Linked DNA regions of Mus musculus: region 1 is linked to region 2. The links are chromatin contacts, called in public Hi-C maps. All regions are on one chromosome and are shown on one strand. Each heading gives the region's core, a stretch centred on a gene start, on an enhancer-like site or on the middle of the called end of the contact. The rest is flanking DNA. Distances are from core to core; before and after follow the strand shown.

Region 1 (5,579 bases), core at 123-2,622, 240 kb before region 2:
GCAAGCTGATAGCCAACATCAAATTAAATAAATAAAAAAGCAACTCTATTAAAATTAAAAACAAGACAAGACTGTCCACTATTCTCCTATCTATTCAATATAGTACTTGAAGTTCTGGATAAACCAATAAGACAACTAAAATAGATCAAGAGGATACAAATTAGAAAAGAAGTCAAAGTATTGTTATTTGCAGATGAGAGTATAGTATATAAGTAACCAAAAAATTCTGCTGGGGGACCCCCACAGCTGATAAACACCTTCAGCAAAGTGGCTGTATATGTCAAGAGCCATAATGGGACAAGCTAATAACTAGCAGGTGATCATCCTGAAGTGGCCTGCCTCGGATAATTATATAATCAGTGACAGGTGAGCCCTCATTAAACAAGGCTATGAGGGACTCATTTTTGGAAAGATTCCTGTTATTAATATGCTTTTCCTGTTATAATTCAGCATATATAACAATCACTAAGTAGGAGCACACCCCTTTGGAGCAGATCTCTACAGATACATGAAGATGTACTATCTTGTAGTGATGCTATATAGACAAATAGATGACTTAAGTCTTAATGATGACCCTATAAGAATTCCTAAAATTATATCTGTGATTATTAAGCTCTTTTATTCATAGGACTGCTATTAGGTCCTTTTCTGATAGTCAAAGCTGCAATGAGACCTCTGTCAGTCTCTGCCTCGGACTGGCCTCAGTCAGCCCCTCAATCCGCAGGAGAATCAGGGTCCCAGTACAGGTGCGCAGGAGTCGGCGAAAAGGTGACAAACAGACACAAGCACAAGGGAATGTTGTATCTGAACGTAATTTGTCAAAGTGAGCATCAGACTTATATATTACAGAAGAAAACAAAGAAGTTAGGTGACATAACAGCCAAGGTACATTGAAGTTATCTGACACAAAACAGAGAAATGCATTCAAAAGACTGGCAGGAACCAGGCAATGTTTACCATTGAGATAAGATCAGCCCTACCTAAAGTCAGCTAATGACAGGGGCCAGGTGAAGATTTCAAACCCTAGTCACAATTTATGCTATTCCTCTGAGCCTTGTGAAAGCTTGCACCAGGGGGTTCTGCTCTAGCAGACCTTTTCATGAATAATGCAATACTGTAGTTCTTTTTTAAACCACAACCCTCCTTTTACCTAGGCCATGGTAAATTCTTGCATATGGGAGTAACTTGGCTGCTCTTTTAAGTATCTGTAGGGAATCTCCATTTGTCAGAAGAAGTCACCAACTTTCCTCTAATATGCAATGTAGTTTGCCATACCTGACTGTAATGAAGATTCTAAGTATACTTTGCTAAGCTTGCCCTGAGAATACTAGCTCCTGTCTGGCAAACTGAGATGCCTGATTACTAACTGTCAACACTGGGACATGCCACCTGGGTGAATAACATTCTTACAAAATTCCAAGCCCAGGGTCAGCTCAAAGACTGCCTAGGACATTGGTGAAAGCCAGGGAGTAAAGTTCAACCTGATTTAGGTATTATTAAAACCATTTCTTGGAGGCACCTATAATAAAACAAATACTGAAAGAAAGCACACAGATCCATTCACTGACCAACGCAGGGACAGGTTTGGAGCATTCATGCCAAGGTTCCAGGAGACTGAGTTTCCATGAAACTCTTTGCCTCGGGACTGCAACCAAGCCTTTAGGCCCATCACACAGACTTCACTGGAGTGGGTGTGGCCAGGCTCCTAAGTGTTAGCATTTAATTGTTCTTAGGTGGTAACCAGACTTTCTCCTACCCAGAGCACATTCCAAGAGATTGTAAAACAATTAACCAAAGATCATTAAAAGGGAACTAACGATTTATTGTAGGTGTTAGGCCAGAAAATAAAGTATCGACTGGGTTTATCTATACAAAACTTCACTAACAACTTAGTTATGGTTTTAACCCTTCAGTGAACCTGTGGATCTGAAACAGGTGATGGATATGCATGTGAAAATTCACTGTGGTAAACTTCTATTTCAATTTATGGTTTGATTATTTTTGTGTGAACTTCTGATGAACTTTGTAACATGTGATCATGTATTCTGGAAGATGTATAAGTACTGAGGACAAAGAGATGAGAGAGATCAATAGAGGAGTCTTTTTTTGCCTATCCCCACTTAGACTTGAATCTTTCTTTTCCCTTTAACCACTTAGAGAATTTTCCCTCCCCCCACCCCCACTTAGGATCTTTCGCTTGTCCTCTTAAATAGTTTTCATGGGAAACTTTTTACAACTTAGTAATAAACTTCTTTAAGAGTCTTCTCTTCCTGCAGTTTCTGACTAACAGGCTGAAAGTTAGAGCCTGCTAAGTTCCTGCTGAGGTAGAACAAAGGCTGCATTGCTTAATCCTCCTCTGTTAGGCTACAGGTGTTAATAACCCAAGCCAGCAGTCTTTTACCCTCAGAAAGAGCAAGAAAGTTTTTAGGACTTCTTAGAAGTTATCATTAGCAGTTTAGTATAATTAGAGAGCTAGAAAGCCCCAGATCCTCAGACTTTAAAGCCATCACCAGAGTCCTACTCTGTGACTCCTTGGCCTCGACCTGGGGGCTCCTGGCATAGATAGAAGATTAACTCAGAGAAATAAGTAGCCTTCCTATACATGAATGATAAATGAGTTGAGAAAGAAGTAAGGCAAACAACACCCTTCACAATAGCAACAAATAATTTAAAATATCTTCTTGTAACTCTAACCAAGCAAGTAAAAGACCTGTATGATAAGAACTTCAAGTCTTTGAAGAAAAAAATTGGGCATGATATCAGAAGACTGAACTATCTCCCATGTTCATGGATTCATAGGATCACCATGGTAAAAATGACCATCATATCAAAAGGAATCTACAGATGCAACAGGATCCCATCAAAATTCTAAAACAATTCTTTATAGGACTTGAAAAAGTGATACTCAACTTCATATGGAAAAACAAAAAATCCAGGATAGCTAAAATAATTATGTACAGTAAAAGAACTTCCCTGATTTAAAGCTCTACTACAGAGTTATGGTAAAATACACACACACACACACACACACACACACACACACACACAGAGAGAGAGAGAGAGAGAGAGAGAGAGAGAGAGAGAGAGAGAGAGAGAGAGAGAGAGAATGAATATTGGTAGAATAGAAACAAAGACCTAGACATAAATCCACACCTATTTTTGACAAAGAAGGCAAAACAACTCAAAAAACCATCTTCAATAAATGGTGCTGGTCTAACTGGATGTCTGCATGTAGAAGAATGAAGGCCCAGTCCAGTGAGCAGAGGGATGAAGATATGAAGATATCTCTCTCTCTCTCTCTTTCTCTTTCTCTCTCTCTCTCTCTCTCTCTCTCTCTCTCTCTCTCTCTCTCTCTCTCTCTCTCTCTCTCTCTCTCTCTCTCTCTCTCCCTCTCTCTCCTTTCTGTTTCCTCCCATCTACAAGACAAGTTCTTCAAGTTCATAAAGATAAACTGGGGAACAATTATCACAGGGATTCAGGAGTGTTGAGAAGTGGTCAGGTGTCTAAAATGCTTTTGCACCCAAGGAGAGCAGAAGGGTTAACACATACTGACTTGGTGATGTCATAGGCACACATTAGATAAGGTTTTGAGGAGGTCCACACAAGGCAGGAGCAGGGGATAGGTCGAAGAGAAGAGGAATGCCTTGTGCTTTTCTTGTGGGTAAGGATCCATGGAGGTAAGTATCTTTTCCAATTGAAATCTTTCCTTCAATGGGACAAATCTTCTTAGGGGGATTAAGATCTGTTATGGGGAGGGGGTTTTGTGGGCATTCATTCCTCCAATGCCCTATCTCTCCACATTTGAAGCAGATTCCTTCTGTTTTTTACTACTGCTTCAAATGCCTGAGCCACAGATGTAATCCTGAGTGATGTGGTTCCTATATCTTGGTTTGTCACAGTCTGCCTATAGTGGTTGTCCACCTGGAGACCCTGCCAGGCCAGTCTGGGTACAAATATCATGCCTTCCCACACAATGGTTTTAAGAAGATCTCTGGTGTGGGGTTGGGGATTTTTCTTTCCAGACTTGTGTTCTAGATCTGAGAATAAAATCAAATACACACACACACATACACACACACACACACACACACACACACACAGAGAGAGAGAGAGAGAGAGAGAGAGAGAGAGAGAGAGAGAGAGAGAGAATGAGAATGGAGGAGGTTGGGTCTTGTGAACCTGGGAGTGGGATGAGACTATCTCAAGCTTGGGTTGCACTGAGGCATACCTGTTGATAATACCCTGCTAGCTGTGTTGCCTGTTATGCTCTATTGGAAAAGTCTTTCTGGCCAAAGAATTCATCAAAGCCTGAAGAGTTCATCTACTAATAGGGCCTCCCATTCCAAGAACAATTGGGCCAGGCAGGAAGGAGCAGCAAATATCCCTCCAACCTTGGGACGTATTAGGTAGTCAATATGGCTCTGTAGGATTTTGTCCAGGGTGCATGGATGCCATCTTCCTTCATTGCCTGCATGAGTTCTTTTAGGCCCAAGGCTTGGAATGGGTACCAGTTGAGTGGTTTTGTTCTATAGGGATTAATATTAATGGGGAATGCTCACGTGTTTTAGGGTTCTAGTTCCATATTAGAGTCCTGGGTAGCATAGGAGTTGGAGTTTGTTTTTGCAAGGAAGTCACAAAAATTACAAAGTTTCTGTGTGGTAGATGGTTGGGAATAGAGGACTATAGCATTTAGTGGTGGTTGTTGTTGTTGTTGTTGTTGTTTGTCTAAGAATTTTGTAGGTTTTGGCTTTTGTGGCTCAGGGAAAGGGGAGGAGAGATATCTATCTCTGGTTGGGTGAGGAAGATGGAGTAGAGGGAGAGGCTGGTGGAAGCTCACTTGTTTTTCTAATTGAGCCCTGTTCTTGGGTGAGGGAGGGAGCAGGTGGAGCAGATGATTTATTTAGAATTACCTCTGAGGGATAAGGAGGTAAGGGTGGGTAAATGGATTTTATTTCCCTTATTAGTTGGGTAAGGGCTGTGAGATCTGAAATAGGTAGTCTTTAGGACCTTCATCTGGCTGAGGGGGCTCAGGGGCTGTGTTGCTATCAGCCTGTTCTATTTTAGATGGCCATAGGCATTGCTTAGTTGTAGTTAAGATCAGCAAAATAAATAAATAAATAAATAAATAAATAAATAAATAAATAAATAAATAAATCATGGGAGGGGGAATCTTACCAGGCTTCCTCTCATGGTCCAGTCCCACAAGGAGGGAGTTGAGGGAAGGAAGGCTTAAGTAGAGATGGAACTGGGTAGATGGGCACACAAAGGGTATATTGGCCACTTTTCTGTTGTGTTAAAACATTCTGATCAAAAGAAGCTTCAAGAAGAAATGGTTTGTTTTGGTTTTTTGGTTCCCAGGGAATAGAGTCCAACATAACGAGGGGAGGCATGGTTGGGAAGCCATATTTCCACACACACATATGAGAAAAGAGACAGAAACGGAAGCGGAGTGAGGCCATCAACTCACAAAGCCCATCCTCAATTATGTACTTTCTTCAGCAAAGCTACTCATCCTAAAGGTTCTATAATGTTCCCAATGTACAGTAAACTGGGTCCCAACTGCAAAATACCTGAGCCCA
Region 2 (5,753 bases), core at 1,024-3,523:
TTTAAAAGCTCATAAAAATGCGATGACAGAGTACGAAGCAAAAGGTTGAGGACAAAACTGAAATTTTAAACAAAATTCATGCCAGGTATTTTCTAAATTATTGATCAACTTTGCTGGATCTTGTATGGTATCAATTAATATATAGCAATATAAGGAACGTGTTTACTGAGATAGAGAGGGACTCCTTTCCTTAAGAGGAGAGCTAACTTTAAAAATCACACTTTCTCCTCACAACAAAAATAATTGAAAACTGTAATAACAAAACCAGAAACAAAACAAACAAAAATGCCACTCATGTGGGAGGGAAATACTGACAATATCAAGTTTATAAAAAATAAAATAAAAAAATAAAAGCAAGTTATTGTTCACTAAGCATTGGGTAGAACATTGAAGCGGACATCACTGCATCACTTGAAATCAGTTAGTCAATGAGTTAACTATGAGCTAAGGGGCACAGGAAAAGGAAAAGGGCAAGCTATCCCAGGAGGCTGGGATACTCAGCCACCACATTCAGCCATCTAGGTCAGGCACCTATGAAAAATAAGAGCTCTGCCCATTTTTTCTGTGCCTTTAATTTAATTTTATTTTTATTCTTATCTACATTCATTAAAGGCTACAAGAAGTATCCCAAGCAAAATGTAAATACTGAGTGTGCATGGTGGCTCACTTATAATCCTTATAATCCGGCACCTCAGAGTTAGGATACTGCAACCAGTAGGCTAACTAGACCAGATGAACTGAAATCCCTAACTTCCAATGAGAGAGCCTGCCTTGAGATTTAAGATGAAGGGTGAACAAAGAAGGCCTTCAACATGAACCAATATTGCACGCACACACACACACACACACACACACACACACACACACACACACACACACACACACACACGCATGAATACACTCAGAAGACTGGATCCTCAGGGACGAAGAGGGATGGGTTCTCTATAGCAAATAGGAAGGCCGATTCTTGGCTGTCACTATAACAACAGAGAGCAAAAGGCCATAGGGAGGGGCGATCAATGTGTTGTTATTGTTTGGGGGTTTTATTGTAGTTGTTGTTGTTGTTTCTTTTTTAAATTTAACAACACACAAAAGGAAACTATCTTTGAATGTTTAAAAAGTTGAAGTTCTGACTTAAATAACATATCTGACGCTGGGTGACTCTCGAAGCAGATAGATAACCGTGAAAGTCACTGGTTGGAATTTTTTTCCCTCATTCCTAAGTAACTTTGTCAGAATTGTTCTGGCTTGCAATGGGCTTGATGTTTTGAGATGATTGATGTGTGGCCATCAAGTCTCATCATATATCTGGAAAAGGGATCTCTAGGAACATGAGGTCTACGGAGAGAAGATATCCTCCTTTGTTTCGGAGAAGATTCAGCCGTACGTAGCCTTGATTTGCTGAATTCCTACTTGGTTTCATCCTTCAGACTTTCTAGGGAAAAAAAAAGCAGCCTCGATGTTCTCTTCCAGAGAAATGTGACGCCTTGAAGGTTTGCAAAGGAAGCAATGGTGCCAATTCAATGTGCGGTGCAGCTGCACAGCAGAGAGAGCGGCCGCTGAGAAGCCACCACACACACTCCGCATCCAGCTGCAGGCCAGTGGAGTCCTAGGACAGCCATCACATGGAAAGTTATTCCACACTGTTCCGGAAGCCCAGCGCAGATTCTTTGTTGTAAACACCAGCTTCCTTTAAATTCTAGACTGGAGAAGAGTTGATCTCTGAAACACCCAGAGAACTCTATCCTAATATCTGCCTCGTGAATTCTGTTTCATTAAAATGTGCAAGGCTGACAGGCAAGCATGGCGTGTCATTAGGCATTCAGGTTCTGTGGGATTTTTTTTTATTTCAGTTTCGTGTCCTGTCCCAGGATGCACTTATGTATAAGCTCCAGCTTTAGAGAAACGTTATGCGGCTTCTTTTTATTTCCATTGGCTCCCAAGTATTTTTAACTAAAGTGTGTGTGTTTAAAGAGAAAACAATCGTTCAGAAGGCAGATGAAAGGGGATTGACAATTCCAGGTAAGCTTGGGTTTCCCAGGAAGAACGTGTTTCACAAGGTGAGCAAACAAGAATAAGAACTCAAAAGACAAAGCACATATCCATAGGAACTGAGATAACCGCTCCAATTACAGCATTTTTTTTTTGTTAAAAATAAGAGTGTTTCCATATGAGTTAGCAACATTCTTCCACACCATGGGCTAAGGAAGGAGTACACACTGTTCTATATCTTGTTGCTGAAACATTTCCCCATTTCCAGTCCAGGGATCAATTTTGCAATCACAAGAGTCAAAGCAACAATAGTAAATGTTCCACTATGTTCTACACTCAGCAGGGAAGAGCCCTGTGAGGCGTTAGATAAGAATGTTTGTTTACCAGATCAGATCTCCGTGGAGGCTAAACATAGCTCAGGTTGGGCATCTGGGGAGGTATATATGGGATTTGAGAACTCAGATACGATTCCATGTTATTTTCTTGAGACTATGTAAATAAATGGTTGTCACTTTGGGGGGTTGTTTGTTATGTCATTTTATATGAAGACAGCAAAGAGTACACTACCCAGAACTCTAGAATAGGTTAACGTTAGATATAATTTGGCAAGATTTCTTATATAGATGCCCATGAGTACCCTGGGACACTATCCACACACCAGACCATTGGTCTGTCTCCTAGGGCTAAAACCCTTCAAATTCCTACTTCATATCCCACCTCGGGTTCTTCTTTAAAAAAAAAAAATCACTTTATTGTAACAAACTCACAAAGACGTCACGTTTACTTCTTTATAGTAAAGAAGACTCTCAAAACAATCAATTACCAATCCCAAACTCTACACAACTCAGTAAACATCTCTACAAATAGAATGGCCATCTGAAGCCACAAAACTTTACTCTGGGACTAGGCTCTGGGACTTCCATTTCACTGTCAATACATTTTTTATTCACTTACCCATCATGAAAAAAAAAAAAAACTGACAGATACGAAACTAGAAAACAATAAAGCTGTATATATTCCTATATAACTCATGTGTCATTACTTCTTATAGTCTTTCATCCTCACCTTATATTACCATACTTGATTTGCTTACTGAATTTTATACTATGCCCACCCATATACCTGCTTATATATACAGATGTATTTGAAGAAGAACATTCATTTTTTTTCTTGCTGACTTCAGGTCACCACATTTTATATCACATTAAATCCATTCATTTTCCTGCAAATTTCTTGATTACTTTTTTCTTTATGGCTGAATGTTATTCCAATCTGAATGTGTATCTTATTTTCACTGTCCACTCATCTGTAGATGGCCATCTGAGTTGATGCCATTTTCTTGCCTCTATAGCAAATAGTGCACCAATAAACATGAATTGGCAAAAATTCCAGTAGTGGGCTACAGAATTCTGGTACATATGACATACCAACATTAAAACCAGAAAATATAAGTAACCTAAACAGACCTATGACAAGCAATGAGATTGAAACTGTCATTCAAAATCACCCTACAAAGTCTAGGACAGAACTGACTCATTTCTGAAGTCTTTCAAATTTTAAGAAGATTTAATAGCAGTTATTTTTTCCACAAAACAGAAACTAAAGAAATACTACCAAATCCTCCCCGTCCCCGATTCCAGTATTAATCCTGTTACCAAAACTAGACGCGGATATATCACAAAAAGGACACCTACAGGCCAATTCCTCTGATGCACACGGATGCAAAAATTCTCAAGAAAACACTTGCAAACCAGATTCAGGAACACAGTAAGAGCATACATGAAACATGGCCAAGTTGGCTTCATTGGTCAGTTCAACATATGTAAGTCAACCAATACAATACATCATATAAACACACTTAAGGAAAGAAATCACAGGGTCACCTCGATTAGTACAACCCTACTATCAGTTATTCCCACTCACTCCACAGGGAGCGAGCTAGCTATAGGAAACAACCATCTTTAGTCATAGGAACATTGTAAAGTTCAAATGAACACAATGAACAACCATTGGTGTTAATCCCTTGCCAGGGCATAGCCATGAGAGCTGCGTCTGTTGACAGACTCTTCTGGAAGAACATGAGTCATCTGTAAAACCTCAAAACAGTACACGTTTTATGTGTTTGCTTTAATTAACTGCTTGACAAACAAGTCCTTCTGAGACTTCAAGAAGCCAGATTAGTGACTTCTGGCAGTAAAGTAAATCTGGAGAGACCTGCCGACGCCCATGATGAAAAGAAGACAACCTGGTCACACAGATCAACCATGGGAAGACTTTACAAGTGAATTTTTGGTTGTTTGAGAAGGAAGCAAAGACTTGGGAGGGGGGTCTCGAGGATGCTTTTTAGAAAGCATTCAATTGTTTTTAAGGACTGCATTGCTAACGCTAGCTGGCATCTCAAGTAACAAAATGGAAGAAGTCATGTTAGCTTTCTTCTTATTCACTAGGGTGATCCTATTTCTCAAAAAGTTATATAAGCCCTGCTCTGTGCTTTCACACCCAGCAACCCAGCATGAGCTATGCATCACATGTGTGGTTTCTGTACAGGATTTTAATGATGATAGGTACATTGGCTAGAAATCAGGGCTTTATTCGGAGTGAGAGAATATATACCTCTATGATGACCAAATACACATTTGTGTATTCTTAGGAAATAGTAAAAATTGAAGTCAGGGTTACCATACTAATGGTAACCAGTAGTATCTCTTCCTCTAGAACTTACTAGACATTGTCTGACAACTGGATCCATGACATGCTGAGACAACATTAATAACCATAATTATACATGTATGCAAATTAGGCAGTAACCCATTCTGACAAAAAGGGTTCGAGCTGCCTCAGGAAATTCTTTGTCTGAATACAATTAAACAATACTTCTGTTAGGCATGAGTTCTCAGGGTACATGTTCATCAGTTCTTCCCAGAAGCACAACAAGGAAATTTTGGGGGAAAAAATAATGATCATGGATGACTAAAACCACACTTTTATATTATAATGTGAGCAATGCTTTACTTAGAAAAACATCTGACTTAAAATGGATATAAACTTACTAATCAAGATAATAATTCAGCTCACAATTCTAATCTCAACTTCTTAGTTTTTAACATGGATATTTTTAACAAAGATTTTTTTTAACTATCTTTAATCCTTGATAACTGTATTAAGAGGGGGAAGTTACAATACTCAAACACTAGAAATAACCCCTCTAGAAGAAAAATTGCTCTTTCTAACCTATTAACAAATTAACACCTTTTAAATATTACATACTTTGATATTAGCCTAAGAGAACATTAAGATACAAATTGATTGACAATAGAATTCTAGAGGCTGGAGAGATGGCTTGTTGTTTAAGAGCATTGTGTGCATTTCCTGAAGACCTAGGTTCTATTCCCAGCATCCACATGGTAGCTCACAAACAATTGTACTCCAATTCCAAGGGACTTGACACCACCTCCTGCCTCTGAGAACACTATGCACAGATGGTGTATAGACATATGTACAAGCAAAACACTCATACACATAAAATAATAAAATGAAACAAATCAAAGGAAGACAATAGAATTCTATTTACACTGAAAATGAAGAGAAGCTTGCATTTAAAAATCTGTGTGAGGGCTGGAGAAATGAGCCAGTAGTTGAGAGTGCTCCCTGCTCTTACAGAGGATCCAGGTTCAGGTCCCAGATCTCATGATAGGTAACTCACAACTTCTTGTGACTCTAGCTTCAAGAGTGTCCGGCATCCTCTCATGGCCTCCAAAGGA

Evidence for each region. A called contact is a pair of places that touch in the nucleus more often than the background predicts.
Region 1: a Hi-C map of liver shows a contact between it and region 2, with 5 times the contacts expected there. The contact joins two enhancer-like sites. A contact is called at or near these places in 1 of 15 datasets of contacts at CTCF or cohesin (the NIH/3T3 cell line) and 1 of 484 Hi-C or Micro-C datasets (liver).

What each region holds. Positions count from the first base shown.
Region 1 is chr6:141,586,929-141,592,507 of GRCm38.p6, reverse strand. No RefSeq gene overlaps it. Among named protein-coding and RNA genes, the nearest start is that of Slco1b2, 40 kb to the left of the region's middle. Within about 2 kb of position 1,372, at least 19 of the 459 cell types and tissues checked have an H3K27ac peak or open chromatin away from gene starts, as enhancers often do. A contact at or near this core is called in liver, where this site is marked.
Region 2 is chr6:141,344,586-141,350,338 of GRCm38.p6, reverse strand. All of the region lies in intron 1 of Pde3a (phosphodiesterase 3A, cGMP inhibited), which reads right to left. Among named protein-coding and RNA genes, the nearest start is that of Gm10400, 6.9 kb to the right of the region's middle. Within about 2 kb of position 2,273, at least 10 of the 459 cell types and tissues checked have an H3K27ac peak or open chromatin away from gene starts, as enhancers often do. A contact at or near this core is called in liver, where this site is marked.